2 separate regions of the Sus scrofa genome follow, and region 2 is linked to region 1. Evidence: chromatin contacts called from public HiChIP or PLAC-seq data. All regions are on one chromosome and are shown on one strand. Each heading gives the region's core, a stretch centred on a gene start, on an enhancer-like site or on the middle of the called end of the contact. The rest is flanking DNA. Distances are from core to core; before and after follow the strand shown.

The links. HiChIP or PLAC-seq counts read pairs in DNA pulled down with a chosen protein or histone mark.
Region 2: an H3K27ac HiChIP or PLAC-seq map of skeletal muscle shows a contact between it and region 1. The contact joins the promoter of C13H21orf91 here to the promoter of BTG3 in region 1. A contact is called at or near these places in 3 of 5 promoter capture datasets (fetal liver and liver), 4 of 47 Hi-C or Micro-C datasets (heart right ventricle and liver) and 2 of 2 datasets of contacts at active chromatin or transcription factors (alveolar macrophages and skeletal muscle).

What each region holds. Positions count from the first base shown.
Region 1 is chr13:182,225,525-182,232,174 of Sscrofa11.1, reverse strand. It overlaps BTG3 (BTG anti-proliferation factor 3), which reads left to right and starts at 4,177. Exons shown (of 5, transcript NM_001097517.1): 1 at 4,177-4,421.
Region 2 is chr13:182,405,017-182,411,666 of Sscrofa11.1, reverse strand. It overlaps C13H21orf91 (protein EURL homolog), which reads left to right and starts at 2,605. Exons shown (of 5, transcript XM_003483342.4): 1 at 2,605-2,724; 2 at 3,643-3,776. The coding sequence starts at 3,650. It overlaps CHODL (chondrolectin), which reads right to left and starts at 2,547. Exons shown (of 10, transcript XM_013981213.2): 1 at 2,388-2,547; 2 at 100-134.

The DNA of each region.
Region 1 (6,650 bases), core at 2,928-5,427:
TGTTTGGTCAAACACTAGTCTAGATGATGCCGTGACTGGTATTTTGCAGATGTGATGAACATTTGCAAGCAATGGATTTGGGAGTTCCTGCTATGGCTCAGTGGGTTAAGGATCCAATGTTGCTGCAGCTGTGGTTATGATGCAGCTCTGGCTTGGATTTGATCCCTGGCCTGGGAACTTCCATATGCCATGGGTGTGCCCAAAAAAGAAAAAAAAATCAGTGCATTTTAAGTAAAGGAGATTATTATGCTCAATGATGTGGGTGGGCCTCAATCAGTTGAAGGCCTTAAGAGCAAAAAATGAGGTTTCCCAGAGTAGAAGGAATACTTTTCCTTCCTCAAGACTATAACAAAAAAATCCCCCCTATGGATTCTGGATTCAAGACTGCAACTTCAACTCCTGCATGAGTTTCCAGCCTGTCATCCTGCCCTAAAGATTTCAGACTTGCCAGCTCCCACAACTACATGAGCCAATTCCTTAAAACAAATTTCTTTCACCATCTATGTATCTTCTTGATTCTGTTGTGCTTCTTTCAAGCATTTCTTTCCTTTACAATACTTCCATAAATGTTGTTTCACTAAATGAATTTAATTATTTACACTCAATTTTGTTACACTGAATAAGGATGGGAATTTATATACTACTTACTAATAGAAGTCTGTTTCTCGGCTAGTCTGAAGAACAAGAGTATTGCCAAAGGAACCCAACCCAATAAAGAATCTGAGAAGTTTAATCACACCATTTTCATCCAAAAAAGATGGGCTATAGCTGTGGCAGGAAGGAGGGTTTTAAGAACTAATGCAGGAGTTCCTGCTCTGGCATAGCAAGTTAAGCACCTGACTAGTATCCATGAGAATGTGGGTTTGATCCCTGGACTCACTCAGTGGGTTAAGGATCCGGCGTTGCTGTGAGCTGCAACATAGGTCACAAATGCAGCTCAGATCCCAAGTTGCTGTGGCTGTGGTGTAGGGCAGCAGCTGTAGCTCTGATTCAATTCGACACCTAGCCTAGGAATTTCCATATGCCACAACTGAGGCCCTAAAAAGAAAAAGAAAAAAAAAAAAAAAAAAGAGGGAATGTAGTAATGCAACTCAGAATAAGAGGCTGGTATGCCCAGTTTCCATTGCTTCATTCATCAAGAGAGTTTGTGTTGTGATTCTTGAAGTCAGTTTTATTGCCATGATGTAATGGAGAAAATAATGAAGATTACAAATTTTCTTTATGTTTATTTTTTTAAAACCACCGCAAGTTTATGGGTATTTAAGAAGCTGAAGCAAGGAAAGTAGATTCAATTTCTTTTAATTCAGCCAAATGGTAAAGTCCTGGAAATTTCTGAAGAAATATATAGAAGTGTTTTTAGAATTAAAAGGTTTTAAATCCCACTTGGTAGACCTCCAATGGCCCTCAAAGGCTGCACAACTTCCCTGATGTTGTGTGACAGAACTCTGTCCACTATAAAAGTGATGGTTTTGTATTCAGATTCAGGATTGACATGTGAATTGAAAAAGAGTAGATGAGAGTGTTTTCAATGCTGAACTTCTCTGAGTTCAAAGGAATAACATATTTGAAAGAGTTACAGAGTTACTTAGTGAAAAATAAGTTCTGATTTTGGAAGCTATTCATAGATTTTGGCGATTGTGTGTTGTGGTCTCTGAGACTTTGGGATACTACCACAAGATGTGTGTGATTGGCTTGTTTTCAAAAGAAACAGCTTGTGCTAAAAGCAAACTACACCTATTAACACACAATCATAGTGATAACGTTGAAAAGAAATTAGCTGTGAAAGGGAAAATACATATTAATGTGTAATTGAATCAACTCTGTTCCTCTCTTCCAACCTCCTAAAGACGAGGGTCCTGACTTGAGACCAACTCCTTTGGGTTTTTGTGATTCTGAATCAGGAGGAAAGCAAGCTAGGGCAAAAGATCTAATGCACACAGCCATGGTTGGAGAAGAGCAGGGTATTTTGAAAGGCAGGCATACAAGCATCTACCTTGTGTGAGAACAGTGAATGAAGAGAAAGGTATTTAAGATATGTTTGTTATTTATCTGCTTTGAAGTGTTCAGAGGATGAGCTTTTTTGGAGGGTTTTTTTTGGGGGGGGTCTTTTTAGGGTCACACCCATGGCATATGGATGTTCCCAGGCTGGGGGTTGAATTGGAGCTGCAGCCGCTGGCCACAGCCACAGCAACACCAGGTCCAAGCCTCATCTTCGACCACAGCTCAAGGCAACACCAGATCCTTAACCCACTAAGCTAGGCCAGGGATGGAACCTGTGTCCTCATGGATACTAGTCAGATTAGTTTCCACTGCCCATGATGGGAACTCCCAGACCATGAGAATTTTTAAAAAGTTACTTTGGGAGTTCCCGTGGTGGCACAGTGGAAATGAATCTGACTAGGAACCATGAGGTTGTGGGTTTGATCCCTGGCCTTGCTCAGTTGCCTTGAGCTGTGGTGTAGGTCACAGAAACGGCTAGGATTTGGCATTGCTGTGGCTCTAGCACAGGCCAGCAGCAACAGCTCCAAGTGGACCCCTGGCCTAGGAACCTCCATATGCCTCAGGTGCAGCCCTAAAAAAAAACAAAGGGCAAAAGACAAAAAAAAGTTATTTTGAAATTAGCTATCAGGTATTTGCCTGTGTGTTTTGAACATAGTACTGCTCTAAGACTGGACCATGTGGATGACAGACTTATAAACATCATACAAAATACTAATCTATATTATGGAAATTCTGCACAAGTCACTTTATGTTAAAATATTATCTCTCACAAGGAGAAAATGTTAAATAAAAGGGAATGCACTTCAAAAAAAAAAAAGCTATAGAAATTTATGCACAAATTCTGAGTAATGTTTGTCACTGCCTAGCTATTTTATGATATTGTAGAGAGAAAAACCTTCATCAATAAAATAACCTGAGAATGAAAACATCTTCATACCTCCTAGAATAGACTAGGGTGTATGTACCAGTATCTTCTTTAAACTGACCAGTAAAGTTTATTGTACTGTTTTGGGAATTGAACATTTTTTTTTTACCACCAAAAAAACTGACATTTTGAATTATAAAGAGGCTCTACTCACCGTTAGTAGTAAAAATTTAAAATATTCATAGAATGGGGCCAAAAACATGCTCCCAGACCTAGGGGGCAGTGAAATATCTGGTCAATGTATAACTTGAACAGTCAGTTCTTGAGTAATTTACAATACGTTTTGGCTAGAAACAGTGAAGGCTAGCACTCTTTTTAATTTTTAAAAAATAGTAGAAATATTTTGTATTTTTCTGGCTTGTTTGATGTATTAAAGTGCTTTCACAAAACCAATAACGCGGTGCCAACTCAATATAAAAAATTGGAAAGATATTTCTCCTTTTCTTCAGAAAGTTAATGTACCTATTCCATCTTTGTATTTACTCAGAGATTAAGCTTTATCTGGAAGTCCTTGACTAGAAGTCTGGGAAACAACGCTTGGACTTTGAACGTGTCATTCAGCCGACATCCCTGGAGCCCCTCCTTTGTTTAAGACACGGTACTCAGTGCCAGGCTGGGACACAACAGTCCACAGGAGGCACTCGCTGCACTGAGGGAGCCACCTGCCCGAACTGTGAAGGGCCCAACTAGGACTTCTAAACAAACTGAAATATCACAGGGCGCCTGCATCGTTGACGTGCTCGTCATCATCACAGCAAAGAAGAAGGTCTGTCCACAAAAACAGTCTCCCTTCCGTCTAATGGCCCAGCACCCTCCAACCCGCCCAGAAACCCCGGGTCTGGAGAGATGGACCGCTACAGAGGAGGGTCTAGCACTCGCCCTCCCAGCCTTAGGGTGTCAGGGTGCAAGGTAACAAGGAGAAACGAGAGGTGGAAGCAGAGGCCCAGGCAGCCGAGGGGAAGGGGCTCATGCGACCCCTCGAGGCGCTGCAGCAGGTAGGGCGGGTTGCCTAGGGACCGCTCGGCCCTCAGCTCCAGGGCAACCCGAGGAGGAAAGCTCCCGACGCCGGGAACCTAGCCGTCGGACTGAGCGTCTGCGCCGCGAGTTATACAGCCGAAGAGTGCGTCGCTGTCCGCCCCGCGTCTCGGGGGCGGGGCCTCAGCCAAGCTCCGCCTCCTGCCTCTCCCCCCAGGAGCGCGAGCCGGTCCCGCGCAGCGCCAAGCCTTTCCCGGGTCATCGCCCCTCCCCTCTTCCGGGCCGCGAGCCCCCCGCGCGCCGCTTCAGAACCGCGCTCGTTCGCTCGCGCGCGCCCGCCCTCACTGCGCGCGCTCCGCCGCCCGACGACGCGGGAGCAGCACGCGCCGGACTAGGCTCGCTGCGCTCCCTGTCGCCCTGCGCCTGCCGGCTAAGGCGGCGTCCTCGATTCTCGGTCCGGAGACGGTCAGGCAGCCAAATCTGTAGTCCGAGAGCGGCGGCGGCGGCGGCAGCAGCATTGGTGAGGAGACCGGGCCGGGTGGAGGCGGATATGGGGGGGGCTGAGGGCATCGGGAGGAGGGTGGTCCGGGCGCCCTTGCGGCCACGTCGAAGGCTCGCGGGCGGGCGGCGCGCGGGGGAACCGGGAGGAGCGCGGGATCGAACCGGTTTACATGGGCTCCGGTCCGGCGCGAAGGAAGGGCTGGGGACTGAGGGGGGGGCAGCCCGCAAGGACCCTCAGCGGCATCGCGACGGAGGAGACGCCGTCTCGAGGCTCCTGCCACGTTTCCACCGCGCGTTACCTTCCGCACGGGGTGGGCGACAGCCCGGCGCCTTCCCACCCCACCCCCCTTCCGTGTCCGTGGGTTTTCTGGAGCCGCGACTCGGGTTGCTGTCAGAGGGGTCGCGCCTGAGGGGAGCCCGGTCCTCGAACCCAGGGCCATCGGAGGCTCCGGAGCCTGCTGGGGGCGGCGAGCCCCGCCAGGCCGTTCGGGGGGAGGAAGGGGACGAGGCTCCCGGGGCCCTGGCCCTGAACTCGGGGAAAACCGCGATTGCAGAAGTTGGACGCGCTGCAGGCCCTTCTTCCAGGAGTGGGTAGAGATGCTTGATGCCTACTCACCTATCACTCTCCAAGCCCAAGCGGGGTGCCGAGCGACCGGCTCTGATGGGTCACACACCCCAACTCCCGGCCCCGGGGGAGTCCCAGCTCCCGGGGTCCAGAGCCCGCCTGGTATCGCCGCGGAGGCCGGGCAAAGGCTCATCACCCCCTAACCCTCCTCCCGCCCCCCTGCCCCGGGGCCAGGTCCCTGCTTTCTCCACCTTGGCAACGTCTGTCACGCGGGGCACTTGCTTCTAGAAACGGTCGCGAATAGCTTTTCGTGACAAGGGAGGGAAAAGTACAAAGTTATAAACTCCTGGAAGGCAGGGCTTGGTTTTCCTTTGGGTTCTCTGCGCGCCGCCGGGAGCAGAGGAGCCTGTGGAACAAAGTAGAACTTGAGGAGCAGCCGCCGTGGTGACTACGTCCCAGGATGACGTCACCGTGCGATATTTAAAATGGGAGCTTTTCGCTCCGAGTGTGGGCGGAGAAATTGAGGCTACTTAACTCCTGGCGCCTGAGGTCTTCATGGCCCTCCTTGCTTCTGGTTTCTCTCTCCCTGACTTTATAACTCTCCCCTCTAGAAGTACCCCTTGGGTCCTCCTAGAACATTGACTAGTGGGGGTGGGTTAAATTGTCAGCTATTCCAGGCATCATTCCTTCAAACTGAAGGGGAAAAAAAAAAGTAATTCCATATGACTCATCTTGTGTTACAACCAAAAGCAACCACTAAGTGGTTCTTTCCGTCCTTTCTTCCTTTTATTCTTTGATATGAAACGGGGTTGGGGGGGAGGAACAAAACCCGAAACTCAGTTATGTAGAACATAGTTGGTGAGTTTAATGATGGAGGAGAATGAGCTAGTTAGGAATTGAATACATTTCTTTAGTGTGGTTCCTTGTTTTCTTTGGTGGGGTGGAGGCTAATGTAGTTCCATCAGCAACTTTCATCCTAAACCATATATTAAATTGCAGTGGGTTTTCTTTTCCATCATAAAGTGGTAGAGTATAAATATAGCTTTATAAGTGGAAATGGCTGACTTTTTTCAAGAGGAAGCTGCACAGCAGTTGTTGAGGCCTGGGGTTGTGTGCAGCTCAGTACCTGGTGCCTCGTAGCTGGCTACAGAAGGTGGATTTGGCATTCTAGTGTTCCAGGAGGAAGGTTTGGGTATCTTCCCATCTAGGATCAGGATGGCTGTGGCTGCCAGCACACCTCTCAAATAACATATAGAATTTATTTCACACTGAGATCCCTTGTTTGAGTTTTCACAAGGAGTATGCAGGAATCATGCAAAAAGACTTTAAGAGCGGGTTTGAGAAAAGGAAGCTAACAGAGTCCGCTTTATTTTTTAGATGTGGAAGAACACAAACAGTATGCTAGGTTAGTCATTTTTTTACACCAAACATAGCAGGGGCTGTATATCTTTAATAATTGGCCCTGAAAAGGTGATGTTGCTTAGTAAATGCAGCATCTGAATAACTCCAAGTTACTTACAGCAGCCAAATGAATGAGCTCATCGTGTAAAGACAGAATATACATCGAAACAATCCCAGTACGGGTTTTTGCCTTTATGGATTAATCAATGATAAATCAGATCTGACATTTAAAGAGTCCTTCTTGAGGCAGTTCCAAAATGCAGCTGAATCTGTGATTATTTC
Region 2 (6,650 bases), core at 1,356-3,855, 180 kb before region 1:
AAATCATCAAGAAGACAAAACAGTCCTAACAATGCAAAATGGAACGACCACTTGGGAAAGCAGTTTGGCAATTTCTTTTAAAAGTAGGTGTACACTTACCATATGACTCAGCAATTCCACTCCTAGGTATTTACCTAAGAGAAAGAAAATATAAACAAACAAAAAGTTTTACATTAGTATTTATAGCAACTTTATAGTAGTCCCTAAACTAGAAACAATTCAAGCATGCATAAACAATTAAGTGAATACATAAACAAACTGTGGAATATCATCCAGCAATAAAAAAGGAAGTACTATTACAAAACATCATTGTGAATCTCAAAAACACGCTGACTGAAAACAGTCAATCACAAAAGAACACATACTGTTTAATTCCATGTACATAAAGTTCTAGAGCAAGTAAACTTGCCTTTAGTGACATAAATTAGATCAGATATTGGGAGGGACCTTGACTGAGAAGGGGGATAGGGAAATTTGGGGTTGTGGAAATTTTCTCTATCTTTTTTTTTCCTTTTTAGGGCCGCACTTGCAGCATATGCAAGTTCCCAGGCTAGGAGTGGAACTGGAGCTGCAGCTGCTGGCCTACACCATAGGCACAACAATGCCAGATCCAATCTGCAACCTACACTGCATTTCACCACAGCTGGCAGCAACAAGAGTACTAACCCACTGAGCGGAGCCAGGGATGGAAACCGCATGGTCATGAATATAATCGGGTTTGTTACTGCTGAGCAGCAACAGGTACTCCAGAAATATTCTATATCTTGATTGTGGTGCCGGATATACTATTGTATACATTTGACAAAACTCTGGGACTGTATTTTTTTAACTTTATACATCGCGGTATAACTTACAGAAATAAAATTTTCCTGTTTTAAAAGTAAAAATAAAAAACAAGCTAAGAAGGAAAATTAAAGGGATAATTTTAAATAAATTTTAAGGGGAGTTCCCATTGTGGTGCAGCAGAAATGAATTCGACTGGTAACCATGAGGTTGCCGGTTGGATCCCTGGCCTCCCTCAGTGGGTTAAGGATCCAGTGTTGCCGTGAGCTGCAGTGTAGGTCACAGATGTGGTTCGGATCCTGTGTTGCTGTGGCTGTGGTGTAGGCGGGCAGCTGTAACTTCAATTCGCCCCCTCGCCTGGGAACCTCCATATGTCTTGGGTGCGGCTATAAAAAGCAGAAAAAAAAAATTAAATTTTAAGGGAAATTAAAAGGGTAAATGCCACAGAAAGAGATAACCTTAAGAAATGAAGACTTGCTCCATACAAGGAAACTGATTTTAGAAAGCACTTTCAACGAAAAGATGAGTAGAATCCAAAATACAAGATATTTTAGTCATATTGATCTAGAATGTGAAATTCAAATAGAAAACACACACACTATTCTATTTCAATTACATCGTCTCAAACAAATGTACACAGGAATCAAGACCTGGGAATCCTGTTAAAATGCAGGTTCTGATCAGAAGTCTTGGCTGAGACTTGATCGTCTACATTTCTAACAAGATACCAGGAAAGTGAGGCCATTGAGGCTGGTTCATTTCCTACACTTTATGTAGCAAGAACACAGATCACTTCTCTTAGTCACTGATGGTTTACATCAAATGCAAATTTGATCTAGAAATTCTCAAGATCTGTAGAATCCATTCCTACCACCAATCACATGTAGGTTAACATCCTAATCCCCTTCCTCTGTGTTAGTGTATCCGATACAGTGTAACCAATACAGAGCATTTGTGATGCTCTGGAAAATAACCATCGGCAGCCTTGTGTTCAAGTCCCAGCTGTTTCTAACCAACTGATAATCTGGTAGTCATTTTTCGGATGCCAAAAAAAAAAAAAAAAGAGAGAGAGAGAGAGAGAGAACTCTTCTCTTTTCTCTTCTCTAGACTGAAGTTTACAATAGAAAATGTAAGTGAAAGTATTACATGAATTATAATCTTTAAAAAATAAGAATGGCATAAAATGTCAAGCCAAGCCGGAAAAGATCTTAAGTGCCACAGTTTTTTTAAATGAGAGGTGGGGCTCCGGGATTATCCTCGTGGGCGTACAAAGAATGAGCCGTATTTCAGGGGAGGGGCGCCCCATTTCTATAACAATCTGTAAAAAAAATAAGGTTCTGAATTTGAAATTATCTCCAAATTATGAAACCTGAAACATGAACTCTTCCCTCATTAGATACTTCAACTGGTACATAACTGAAAGTTCAGCGACACTATTTTGCTCCAGTCTACCGATGTCACACAAAGTTCTACCCGCATCTCAGTCCCTCGCTCGCATACACTCGCCTCTTTTCTGCCCCCGCCCCCCGCGGCCCCCGCCCGGGGGCAGCAGTTTCCACTACGCGAAAAGGGGGAGGTGGTAACGGACTCCTCTATCTACTTGCCTCGAGGAGGGGGCGTGTGAGGAGCCACCTTCCGCAGAACGGTAAGGGACCTGAGCCCAGAGACCCAGAAGCAGGAGAAAATCCGAGTTGAGAACTCGGCGTCGGTGCAGCAGGGGGGCGGGGGGCAGCCGGCGCTGCTGAGCTAGCGCGCAGCTCTCCTCTGGGCCGCGCCGCCCCTCCATCCCCCCCAGAGCCTCGGAGGGATGGCACCGGCGGGAGGGGGCGGGGCCGGTGCGCGGCCGTCTTCGCTGCCGCTGCCGCCCGCGCTGCGGCCGGAAACAATAGTGGAAGAGTCCGAGCCGCGCGGATCGGCTGCGGCGGCGCGCGAGGCTGGACGGTAAAGACCCCGCTGCCCTGACCCCGACCCGCCTGCGCCCGGGTCCCCGGCCCCGCGGTCCCGCCGCCTTTGCACTCTGAGCTCCGTGGACCCTGGCGCTATTCCGCGCCTGGCGCCAGGGCGGACGGTCAAAGAGACGTCCGGGGACCGCGGCACCCCGAGGGTCAGCCGCTTGCCCCCAACCCCAGAGACCGGGAGGGAACCCGGCTCCCCGAGGCGCCCAGTCTGGGCGGACTGGCTGCGGTGGCCCTCGAACGCTTTCTCCCTGAGTGGGATGAAGCCCGGGGCGAAGGGACACGGCAGTCCCGTCCCGTCTGCCAGGCTCCGGGACCCTTGGCCTGGCCTGGCCACCCCGCCTCCGGCCGTGCCAAGCAGCACAGCGGAGCCGCTGCCGGGCCTTCCGTGTGGATGCTTTGGACACAGGCGGGACCCACTCCCCAGTGTTCGCTTTTCCACGTGCATTTTCCTGCCTCGGATCTCAGGATAGGAAACCTCGCCACGCCGAGCTAGCGAAACGCATCTCAGGTTCCCACAACGAAGTTAGCGAAGCAGTGTCCCGAGCGGATTGTTCTCCCTACGTTTAACAGGGTGAAGTAGGTTGCGGACCCTGAGAGCTGCATAGGCCTCTCTACTAAGCTCTTTCTTTCTGTGCCTCGTCCGCGATGGGGTGGGGGCGGACTAGAATACCTGAAAACTGCTTTCTGGCAGATATCCTCAATCAAAAACAGGACCAAGAAAGGTACTTAGGCATAGTGTGACTTAATAAAAGTGAAATATTTAAGTACAAGTATGGCGATGTTTGATGGGGCTGTTGTATTAGATAAATTGAGCAGCGTCCTCTCTTCCTAGAAGTTCCTGATGTTGCTGTAATGGCGAGTTCTTGAAATTGTGTAACTTTCCTTTTTTGTTTCTTAATAGGGACACTATGAACGAAGAGGAGCAGTTTGTAAACATTGATTTGAATGATGACAACATTTGCAGTGTTTGTAAACTGGGAACAGATAAAGAAACACTCTCCTTCTGCCACGTTTGTTTTGAACTAAATATTGATGGTAAGGATACAGTATAGATTCATTTTATGGCATGACCTTTACAGAACTACTTTATGCTGAACTAGTTATAAGGTTAAACTAAAGTTTCTTGAATGGTTGGAAATTTTGTCACGTATGTAGTGTGGAGATCTGTTAAAGATAAGGGTTTCTGGAAATGAAGCTGAAGTTAACACAGCTGTGAATTTAAGAGAAACCTTTTTTTTTTTTTTTTAACTCCCACAGTATTAATCACAGTTTCGATAATGTAAAAATGAAGTATGAGTATTGATTGGTAAACTTTACCGGTTTGGGAGCTTAAGTTGTCAGATTTTAACAAACTCTGTGAATGTGTGTTTTAATATTAAGAACTAAGGTAACCAAACATATTGATAGGCAAGTGTAATTTTATTCTTTCGGCCTAACATGCTAGTACTTAATTGAGGTGAACTAGAACTTTTTTTCCCCAGAGCTATCTTATCTGGAAAACATTTAAAAAAATTTAGATAACCTCTTTTATACACACTTTTAATAATTTTTAAGCTAAAAAAGCCTTTAAAATTTCTTCAGAGTATATGGAAAAGAGTTCTATAAGTAATTTTTTAAAAAATCTCTATTACTGAAAATATTCGTTTGAGTTGGTGTACAGTTGATGTTCCTATGGATAGCCATAGTTTGTCCCTAAGAAATGCGTGGGATATGTTCTTGATGTTGCTGTGGTAAATTCTAATTTTTAAATATTTATGAGTCACACTAAGAAGAATCTTACTATTCTGGCAATAGAAAAAGTTTGCCTGCCATTTGAATTTTGAATTGTAACATTTCAGTAGAGAGATTTTGTTAGACCTTTAATTTTCATTATCTTGTTCTATTTATTAAGTAGGAGATATCAAATGTTCTTTCAGCCAAAGAAAAAAAAATAGGATTATCTACCTTGAGATTTCTATATTAGGACTTGTTTTTCAGAAATTGTTGTAGGTACCAAATTAATATATTTAGAATCTTGGTAGTAAAAGTCAAAATTATAACTATCAGTAGACTACTAAAACATGTAGAGTTAATTATATGACATTCGTTTTCCATTTAAAATCATATTGGCTATGACAGTTTTGCCATTGTACTGAGAAGAATTAGAGTTGCTAAACATGGTAATGGATGCAAGATCATGGATTTCCCATGGGTTGTGTAGAATACGTATAGCTTTGTCTTTAGTAAATGTAGTAACTAATTTCAAAGGGATGACGTAATACGATTCTTCTGTAGCATTTAAATTACTGTGTCCTTAATCATGCTAGAGTGTAAGATCTAAATGCACATTCTTTAGAAAAAGAGTTGGCCCTATATATTCTTTTACAATGTAAATTTAAATTTTAGGTGGGCAAAGGCATTAAAAATGACCCAGTGCAAACCTGTATTTACATTGAGGGAAACATGACAACCAGGTAGCTGGTAGTTGGACTGTTCAAGGTTGTCTAGTGGTGATGCAAGCTGTTGTTATGTGCCAGACACAGAACTAAGCCCTTACATGGATTATCTTATTCAACTCAAAATAGCTCTGGAATGGCTACTGTTTTAAAGTTGATGAAGCTTCACCTTCAAGACTTAAAAAATGTACTTTGAAGTTGCACAGCAATAAATAACAGTGCTAGGCTTTGAAGCCTGGCAATCTAGTTCTAGTATATTTGATTTTAATTCCATTGATCTACAGTCAATAGTTATTTTATTTGATAGGGCTAATATTAGAAACCTGTTTTCCTGAATCCTAATTGCTGTTCTTGATACACAGTTGGCCAACTTTTCCTAACCAGTGCTTCCTGCTAAATCATCATTAGTGGTGTTCATACTGTGATAGAATTTTTCTGCAAAAAACTGAACTTTCATATTTGCTTCTCTAGCCTTTTTTTTTTTAAATGCCTTTTAACTGGTTCTTCATCATTATGTAGAGAAGATACAAATAGTCCTCAAGTACCATCCTTATAAATATTTCATCTCTGATAATGTCTATCTCAACATATAAGCTTGTTATAAGTCCTACATTGTTGAAATAACAGTTGTCTTTAACTTAAAAAACAAAAATAATTCCCAATTTGAATTAGAACTGTTTCCCTTTATCCTCTACATACAAAGTTTCATATTTTTAATGCCAATTAGACCTTTTATAAGAAAAATTATTTTAAATTTTCTTCTCAATTTATCTGAAGTCAATTCTCATAAGTGTAATAATACATTTCATATTTACTACAATGATGAGCTTATGCATTGTAACCATTTTAATATCATAAGATTATTTTTTAAAACTTTAGAAATTTTAGGGTAAAGTGAGAAATGAGAATTCCACAAAATTTCCATTTTTATATCAGTACATGGTTTTTAAAAATCAATTTTAAAAAGTGACAATAAAGTAATCACATAACTGAAAAATAAAAAGGTATATTCTTTGTCTATGTCAGTAAACCATTTTATTTTATTATTCAAATGAATTTATCACATCTCTAGTTGTATAATGATCATAACACTCTAATTTCAAAGGAGTAAACCATTTTAAATGTTTTTGAAGTTTACTTTCCCCTACCAAATTCTTAGTGCCAGTCAGTAAATGTTAGCTAAGAGGAACTTCTAAAAATATGACATTTAACTTTACTAGTTTGAGATAACTTTTTTGTGGATGGTAATGTTGCTGTTGCTTGGTTTCTTAGCTTACAAATTTCTATGTTTGCTCTAAAGCCTTTTATTCTTTTTTCAGCTAAGCTAGTTAAACATTCTTTTGAATTTTTAAGCTAGTTTTGAGACCACAGTTAGGCTGGTTTTGAATCCACACATCTGTAGTATTGTTGCTTATGTCAGATCAAAACCGGTCTAAGCAAATGTGGCTTATGTCAAATCAAAACTCATCTATTC